Linked DNA regions of Mus musculus: region 2 is linked to region 1. The links are chromatin contacts, called in public capture Hi-C maps. All regions are on one chromosome and are shown on one strand. Each heading gives the region's core, a stretch centred on a gene start, on an enhancer-like site or on the middle of the called end of the contact. The rest is flanking DNA. Distances are from core to core; before and after follow the strand shown.

Region 1 (4,196 bases), core at 979-3,478:
TCATGCAAAACAAATTTTCCCCCTCCCCTTCAAGGCTTCTTTGCTGGTGTTTGTCCAGGAACAAACAGCCTTCTATATAAATGGTCTCCAAAAGTTCAGGAACAAAAAAGTGTCCACTGTCTGAGTACCCACAAAAACGACCTCTGCTGCATAGTGGGGCTTTTCTGTTCTGAATTTGTGCTCTGCTATCAGAGTCCTTTAATTTCTCTGAACAGAGGGCTCTTTGGCAGAAGAAAGGCTGGGGGTGGGGAAGCCGCACCGGAATCATCTTTTTTTCCCCTTCCTTTGCTGTTTTCTTCCAGTCAGCAAGGAGTGCTTGAGTGACTCTGATCTGCCCCAGCCTCTTGCTGAGGTGGGAGCCTTGAAGGGTTAAGGGAGGCCACCACCAGTTTCCCTGCTGAGTGGGCCAGCTAGACGACCCCACCTCAGAGCTGTTCATAGAAAAGAGACACCCACTCCTGACACCCTTTATCTCCTTTGGAGATTTTCCTTTTGCTGTGTGTTTAAAATGCTTTTCAGTGATGACTGTCTTTTTTAAGGCAGAGGTTCCCTTTAACCACTGGGAGTCACTTTCAACCTGGTCAAAGGAAAGGAATGTTAGGGATAGGGGGGGGGGGCACAGGACGCAGACACTGCGACTACTGTTTGAGAGCCTGGAAAGAAATAATTGTGGTGAACTTTTAACAGCCCATCTCTCGACTTTCGTTATTTGGCTACTTGTTTGTGGACTGAAACTTTAATTTCATTGAATTCAGTTTGGCACACTTTGAGCAGTCTCAACAAAAGCCACATGCTTCCTCTGGTGCCCAGATTAGGGTCAGGGACAAGATGCACCATAGCCGGGCAAAATTTGACCTAAGCAGAGTGAAGAATATTTAAATTTCACTTTTTTGGTATTGGAGATCCAATTATCCATGCAAAGCAAGTGTTCTATCATTGAACTAAATGTCTAGATCAAGATACCCTATTTAAGACAACTTTCAGATAAACACATGTGTTTTTTCAGCTAAAACTGCAGACAGAACACCTTCCTCTTGCCAAGGGGCTGATCGCTACACTGAGACTAAATAACAAAGGTATCATCAGAGAGAGAGAGAGAGAGGGAGAGAGAGAGATGGTCAAAGTGGAGAGTCAGCGTGGACTTGGGCAGCAGAGGAAGAAGGCCTGTGGTGTAGGACAAGGGAGAAACAATAGAAGATGGTGCTTACCCTAGTATTCTCTAGTTCTGTGCTTGCTGGAGCTATAATCAGGACACCTTCAGGGAGTCACTGCACCTCTGCAGTCCACAATGTCCTGGCTCTATCCACCTCAAACCAGCAGAACCCTGACGGTCCCACAGCAGAGCTCTTTGTCTGTGCTTTAAATCCTTCTTCACCGGAAACAGGGAATTTAGTAGAGCCAAAAGACTGAGTTCCAGTTTGGGAGGGAAGACATGGACAGAGTGTTCTTGTCGTTGATTAGAATATGGGCAAGAGAAAGAAATGAAAGAATGTTAAATGGAACCGGGGAGAGAAAAGGAACCAGGGTTGTGTTCTTGCCTTTTTTAATGGGGCGTAGCAGCCCTAGCCTGCTGTTGGGCTTAGGAAGGTACCCTAGCGGTAGCTCTACATGGGATGCGCTGCCCACATCCGATTTACTTCAGGCCTCTGGCTCCTAGCTGGGTAGTAAGGATTTCCTTCCCAGGACTCTTGGAAGGTGGCTATGAGCTATCTCCATTGCAGGACTCCCAGCTTGTATTGACTGTTGAAAAGCACCACAGGGCTGGTATGGACACTTGCTGCCAAGCCTGACAATCTCACTCCATATTTGTAAGGATACAAGCAGTAATGAAGTTGTTAGCGGAGCTGATTTATTACGCTGTCTCTATAGTCCTGAGCATGAGGACAAAGCTGTGATACAAGGGTTTATTCATTTCTTCAGAGCTTCTTAAGCGGCAACACACTTCAGCATTGGGGCATCACTGAGCAATGCATGCCAGCCAGTGGTTTTCCCCCAAGAAGGAGCGATAGTGAATATAATTAATTATAGTGAACGAAGGTCTGCCGGTTGCCTGGGAAATCATATACAGAAGGTTACAGGAATGTATATTTGGGCTACTTAAACTTCGTGGAGGACAGAATCTAAGCTGTGACATGGAGAAAGAGGACGGGTTCATCAGAAGAGGGGTTACAAAGCACACACAACTTCTTTGGGCATAGAAGCATGACATTTTTGAGGAACTGAAAGAGGTCCAGCTTTGGCAGATTGTAGGCAGGATGCTGAGAGACAGGATTAGAGCGGCTACAGTGAACAGGGCCCTGTAAGCCATGCGCGTGAGTTTTGATTTTACCTTAAAAGGCAAAGGGAAGCCACTGTAGGATTGTAAACACCGTGTGTGTGTGTGTGTGTGTGTGTGTGTGTGTGTGTGTGTGTTTACACCAACAAGGTGGAGTGTTAGAGGGTCCATCTGGTTGTTAGAGAAGAACAAGACAGGGTGGAGGGAGCCAGTGAGAGGTACTATGAGACAGACGAAGCCTATGAAGCCCAGACTACAACAGAGTAGAGTGGGCAAAGGGGTGAACCAGTTGGGATGTATTTGAGAGGGCTTGTGATGGTTGAAGAAGAAAAGTCAAGGATAGTCCTAGGCTTCTGGCTTTAAGTAATTAGAGGGACTATGGCATTCAATGAGGCTGGCAACAAGGGGACAGGGAGTATGCTGGAGGTGTGTGCACATGTGTGTGTGGGCTCTTTGTTTTCTGCATGTTGAAATTGAAGTTCCTGAGGGGACAGCCAGGTGGGAATACATTTGGGAACACTGCTCATCAATGGCAAAGCGACAGCACAGGCTTGAGAAAATGTGTCTCTTATCTGTGTTTATTTATGCTGAAGTCTCAGATCTTTGGTCATAAGGAAAGAAATTTACTCAAGCTAGCTCAGTTAAAAGAAGGAATTGCTCTAGCACAGCAGGCTTCAAAGAGCATTGCTCATGGGGAAGCCCTGAGCAGGGGGCAGCTCTTCTGAACTTTGCAGAGCAAAGTGGACCCTCTTTCATTTCCACTCCCCTCCCCCTGCATTGTAGCATACCAGGGCAGATCCATGGAGCCCCTACCCTCCACTGACTCCTGTTCTATCCCCTACCTGACCCGGTGAAAGTCTGGGCTGAAAAGATTACCTTAGGCTTTGCCACAGTGTGTCCTTCTCTTTATTCAAATTCTTGAAAAGAAAGATCTAATTAGCCAGTGAGTGGAGCATTAGCAAGGGTTGTGGCTCCAAGGGCTCATTTCTGGTCCAACCAGTGATCTCTGTCTCTGTCTCTCTGTGGTTCTCTGTGTGTGTCCCGTCCCCCCCCCCCCACTCTCTGTCTCTGTCTCTGCCTGTGTATTGAGTGTATGTAAAGGGTGTGATTTAGCTGGCTGTTCTCTCTCTCTCTCTCTCTCTCTCTCTCTCTGTGTGTGTGTGTGTGTGTGTGTGTGTGTGTGTGTGTTGATTCAGTGTAAGGGGTGTGGTTTAGCATGTTTTAATACATGTTTAAGCTTTTGATGGGAATGTACACAGTGTTGATATGTGCTTAGTTAAGTAGCATACCATGATGGTTCTGTGTCTTTCATGAAGCCAGAAGAAAGCCTGAAAACAGCTTCCCATCAGTAACTTCTTGGCTGTCTTACCTATACTGTTCTTTTGGGGCTTCAGTTTCTTGGCTGTAAAATCGGTGATGCTGTCTCTTGCTAGGAGAGAGTTAAAGGAGCTGCCACCAAGGCAAGGAGAGGGAAGTACAGAGTGACTGCTCCTTTCCTCGGGGTATTTCCCTTCCAGTTTGTTGAGGTCATTGCTTATCAGCATGCAGGAAACATACTTGGAAAGTCACTGTTTGGGGTAGTGAGTCCAGAGCTGGAACACAAACAAATGTGTATGGGCTGAACATATCCTTTATTCCACTCAGAAGGAGTCATAACCACCCGGTTTGGGGGAAGTGAGCTGAGGAAACGTCACTGAGGCCAGCAGTGGTGACTCATGCCTTTAATCATAGCACTCAGAAAGCAGATGCAGGCAGGTCTCTGTGGGTCCAGCCAGAGCTACAGAGTGAGAGAAAGAGAGAAACCAAGCAAAAGTCATTGAGCACTACTATCCTGCTATCTATAAAAGACATGTAATTGTTGATTTATATTATTTATTCAACTTTTTCTAGATTTTTTACACAATAGAATAATTAACATACA
Region 2 (4,196 bases), core at 707-3,206, 250 kb before region 1:
AGGAACAGGGAACCTACAAAACTGCCATTGCGTTCATTTTGTGTTGGCCTTCTACTGCTGGCCGTGGGGTTTGTCCTTAAGAGCGGTTTCTATACCTAGTGAGAGTCCATTGAAAAGGGTAAGTTCTCCTTTGCAAGTGCTTATAGACTGCATAGCACTTCTCTAGGGATGGGGAGCTTGAGTGGTCACCCGTCTTTAATCCCAGCACTTGAGAAGCAGAGACAGCTGTGTGTCTGCAAATTCCATGTCTGCCTCATTTACATGTGAGTCCCTGGCTAGCTAGGACAGTGTAGTACAAACCTGCATCCAAAATAGATGGATAGGTAGGTAGATAGATAGATAGATAGATAGATAGATAGATAGATAGATAGATGATAGGTAGGTAGGTAGATGATAGATAGGTAGGTAAGTAGATAAAGATAGATTTGGTCTAATTGGTGATAATTTAGCTAAAATTTTGGTTCATTATGTTCTTACAAACATTGTCATCTTTTTATACTCCACAATAAGTTGCTAATTTAATACTTATACTAATTAAAACTAGGTTTGGCTGCAATATTAAAATAATATTAGTATAAAAAATAGAGGGCTGGAGACATGGCTCAGTGGTTAAGAGCACTGTCTGCTCTTCCAAAGGTCCTGAGTTCAAATCCCAGCAACCACATGGTGGCTCACAACCATCCATAATGAAATCTGGTGCCCTCTTCTGGAGTGTCTGAGGACAGCTACAGTGTATTTACATATAAATAAATAAATCTTTTTTAAAAATAGAACATTTTGAGGCAGATGATGGTGACACAGGCTTTAATTCTAGTTCTTGGGAGGCAGAGACAGGCAGAGGCAGCTGGTTTGAGTTTGAACTTAGCCTAGTGAACAGAGTGAGTTCCAGGACAGGGAAGGCTACACAGAGAAACCCTGACTCAAATACACACACACACACACACACACACACAAAAAAAGAACATTTATTGTTGTTTTGTTTTATGAAATAGTTTTCACTATGTTGCCCAGGCTAGTCTCCAACTTAGAGGTTCAAGTGATCCTCCTGCTTCAGCTTCCACAGCTGGGATAATAGATACAGCCTCACTAAGCCTTGGCAGAAAAACAATGTATCCCAGCCCCACACAAATTCAAGGCTCGAGTGGGCTTTGGTTTTTTTTTTTTAAGAATTATTTATTTTATGTATATGAGTACACTGTCGCTGTCTTCAGACACGTTAGAATTGGGTATCAGATCCCATTAAGATGGATATGAGCCACCATGTGGTTGCTGGGAACTGAACTCAAGACCTCTGGAAGAGCAGTCAGTTCAGATGGCTTAGCCAACCTCTAAGCCATCTCTCCAGCCCCAAGAGTGCTTTTCAAATGAGTCCCTATGCCATGTCTTAATTCCAGATCTGTGATAGAGGGGAAGCTAAGACACTAAAAGTCAAAATTCAACACCTGCCTTGGCAACTTAGTGAGATGTCTCAAAATATTAAGAAGTAAAAAGAGTGGGGGGTGTAGCTCAGAGGGTTCAATTAGCATGCATGTTTTTCTTCGGTTTTCAGGGAGGGGCAGAGGAAAAGAGGGGCAGGCACAGGGGTGGGGTAGGCAAATGTAGATTTCAATGTATCCTTCCCAACTCTTACCCTTATCAGAAGGCCACGCTCCATACTTCTGGAGCATTTTAGCACAAAGCAGGTGAATACGTTTCCAGATACAGGTTTTCCTGTCTTAACCGGCTCTTTGGCCTTAACATCAGGATGAGACAGACATGGTATGAGGTAGAGTGGAAATAAAGGCGATGAGTAGAGAGAAGAGAACAGTGTTTACAAAAAATGTTTCCCGTTCTAGCACTCCATGGGGCCTCTGCCTGTCGCAGGCTGTGTTTTCTTTGAGCTGTGTCTCCCCTTAGCTTTGGGGGCTGGGCTCTCTTCCAGCGCTAGTATCAGACAGCTGCAGTTCCACCTCCAGCAGCTGGGGGGCTCTATTCCACCACGGCCCACTCAGAGAAGCGATTAATTCTCACCCTTTTCCTGTCACATAAAGGAGGTGACTTCAAAGGCCACAGAACATTCTTCTCAACAGTACAGAGGGTATAGACTGCCACCTGCCTGCCCGTTTGACACTAAGGGGGCCCACCCTGTGCTGCTCTGGCCATCCTTGTTGTATGAAGCTGATTCTAACATCAGACACCTTCCACCAAGACCTCAGAAACCCAGCTCCCTTCCTTAACTCTCTCTGGATTTTTTTTTTCCAATCTCCCAGAGTTTTGGAGCAGGCTGCTGGACATCTCCCATCTCTACCTAGCTGAGGACAGTGTCTCCTGCCCCTCAACTCCCATCCTTCTGCAAAAGGGCTCCCTTGTCTTCGCTGCCCAAGTTCCTCGTATCCAAATAAGGAAGCACACAGCTTCCACTGTTCCCGTTGCCACTGGCGCTTCTTGCTTAATTATCTGTTCTCTGGTTGCATTCTACACATCATCATGAGCCGAACATGATGATGTCATCATTGACCTCCAGATGACCTCAGTGGACAAAGACCTTAGATTCCTCCATTCCACCGGGGCACCATTGCCACTTCCAATAGTTTTCTGTCGCACTATACACTCTAGACCTGTCCTCATTTCTCCTTCCTTCCTTCCTTCCTTCCTTCCTTCCTTCCTTCCTTCCTTCCTTCCTTCCTTTCTTTTTTCCTTTCTCTTTTCCTTTCTTCCTTCCTTTCTTTCTTTCTTTCTTTCTTTCTTTCTTTCTTTCTTTCTTTTTTTCTACTTTTTTAGACAGGAAAAAAGGAACTCACTATCCTGGAACTCACTTTATAGATCGGGCTGGCCTGGAACTCACAAACATTTGCCTCTGCCTCCAGGGTGCTGAAATTAAAGGTAAGCACCACCATACCTGGCTCTATGTCCTTATTTCTTGTGACCATTCTGTTGGGAAATAAAACACCCACACTGCCATTGGACATTTAACTTTGTCTTGGGTGGAGCATGGTGGGTTTGTGCATGGCTTCCTTTGGCACAATGAGTTCTATACGGTTGGCACAATTACTATCTCTGCCTCACAGGTAGGTAAGGATGGAGGATGCTGGCCTTGGAGTTCTTTGGAGGTAAGAGATGAGCTCAAGGTGACAAAGTTAGTAGGCCACAGCTAGACACAACCCCAGCACCGTGAAGTTTCATCAGAAAAGCTTCCTGCTCCTCTTCAAGAAGATGGTCGTTCAGATGCTCTGGGCTTCACCAACAGCCTTCCTCAGGACCCATGTCTGCACTGTCTCGCCACATAGGGAAGTACTGGACTTTCAAATGGCCTCATGAACTTTTTATAACGAAACAGAACATACACAAAAGTAGAAAGAAATGTGCAGTGTTGCCTCCCTCCCTGGGTATTATAAGTCCAACATACATCAATGTATGGCCTCTCTTGTCTGTGCTCCACCATTTCTTCACACTGTTAATGCAAGTCCCAGAGGTCACGTCAGTTCGGCTTTAAGCATAGTTATGTGTGCATGACAATCCAGCCATCACCAAACAGCACCTGGTCTTATAAGATCAAAATGGAGCTGAGAGAACCCTGATACCTATAATGTCATAGCCACCCTAAAAGTCTTAGCACATTATATCACTCTTGTATTTGTGGTGACACTGATGTAAATATACCTACCGGTCAAGTGCAGGAAGGCCCTGGGTTTGGTCACCTGCAACTGGAGGGAGAAAGGGAGGAAGGGAGGGAGGGATAGATAGATACTATCTTGGAGAGAGGAGACTGTAAAGGAAGATTTCAAGTTCACAACCCGTCTGGGCTTCTTTGAGAATAATGTCAAAAAAAAAAAAAAAAAAAAAAAGAGCCAGGTGTGCTGACATACACCTTTAATCCCAACACTCAGGAGGTAGAGGCAAGTAGATATCTGTGAATTCAAGGCCATCCTGGTCTACAAAGTGAGTCCAGGACACCCAGGGCTCTGTTACACAGAGAAAAACTGTCTCAAAAACAAAACAAAAAACAGAACAAAACAAGCAAGCAAACAAACAGAAAGAACAGTACATGTGGTTGTGCACAGGACATAAATACTTGACTATGGTAATAAACCATTATGTTGCTGGTCTGTGTGTTTGTCTTTTTGTATCATTTTATGTGTACTCTTTACAGAGGAATGCTTTTGTAAGCAGCACATAAGGAGGGGCCAGCAGCAGCAGCCCCTCCTGTTGATCATGCC

Evidence for each region. Capture Hi-C pulls out chosen DNA fragments and counts their contacts.
Region 2: a capture Hi-C map of bone marrow-derived macrophages shows a contact between it and region 1, with 5 times the contacts expected there. The contact joins two enhancer-like sites. A contact is called at or near these places in 4 of 484 Hi-C or Micro-C datasets (Th2 cells, embryonic fibroblasts, macrophages and 1 more), 15 of 115 datasets of contacts at active chromatin or transcription factors (the 230-238 cell line, CD8 T cells, T-cell acute lymphoblastic leukemia and 10 more) and 1 of 9 other capture datasets (bone marrow-derived macrophages).

Annotation. Positions count from the first base shown.
Region 1 is chr4:8,913,518-8,917,713 of GRCm38.p6, forward strand. No RefSeq gene overlaps it. Among named protein-coding and RNA genes, the nearest start is that of Gm46842, 4.8 kb to the left of the region's middle. Within about 2 kb of position 2,229, at least 57 of the 459 cell types and tissues checked have an H3K27ac peak or open chromatin away from gene starts, as enhancers often do. A contact at or near this core is called in bone marrow-derived macrophages and macrophages, where this site is marked.
Region 2 is chr4:8,664,900-8,669,095 of GRCm38.p6, forward strand. No RefSeq gene overlaps it. Among named protein-coding and RNA genes, the nearest start is that of Gm8273, 20 kb to the left of the region's middle. Within about 2 kb of position 1,957, at least 126 of the 459 cell types and tissues checked have an H3K27ac peak or open chromatin away from gene starts, as enhancers often do. A contact at or near this core is called in bone marrow-derived macrophages and macrophages, where this site is marked.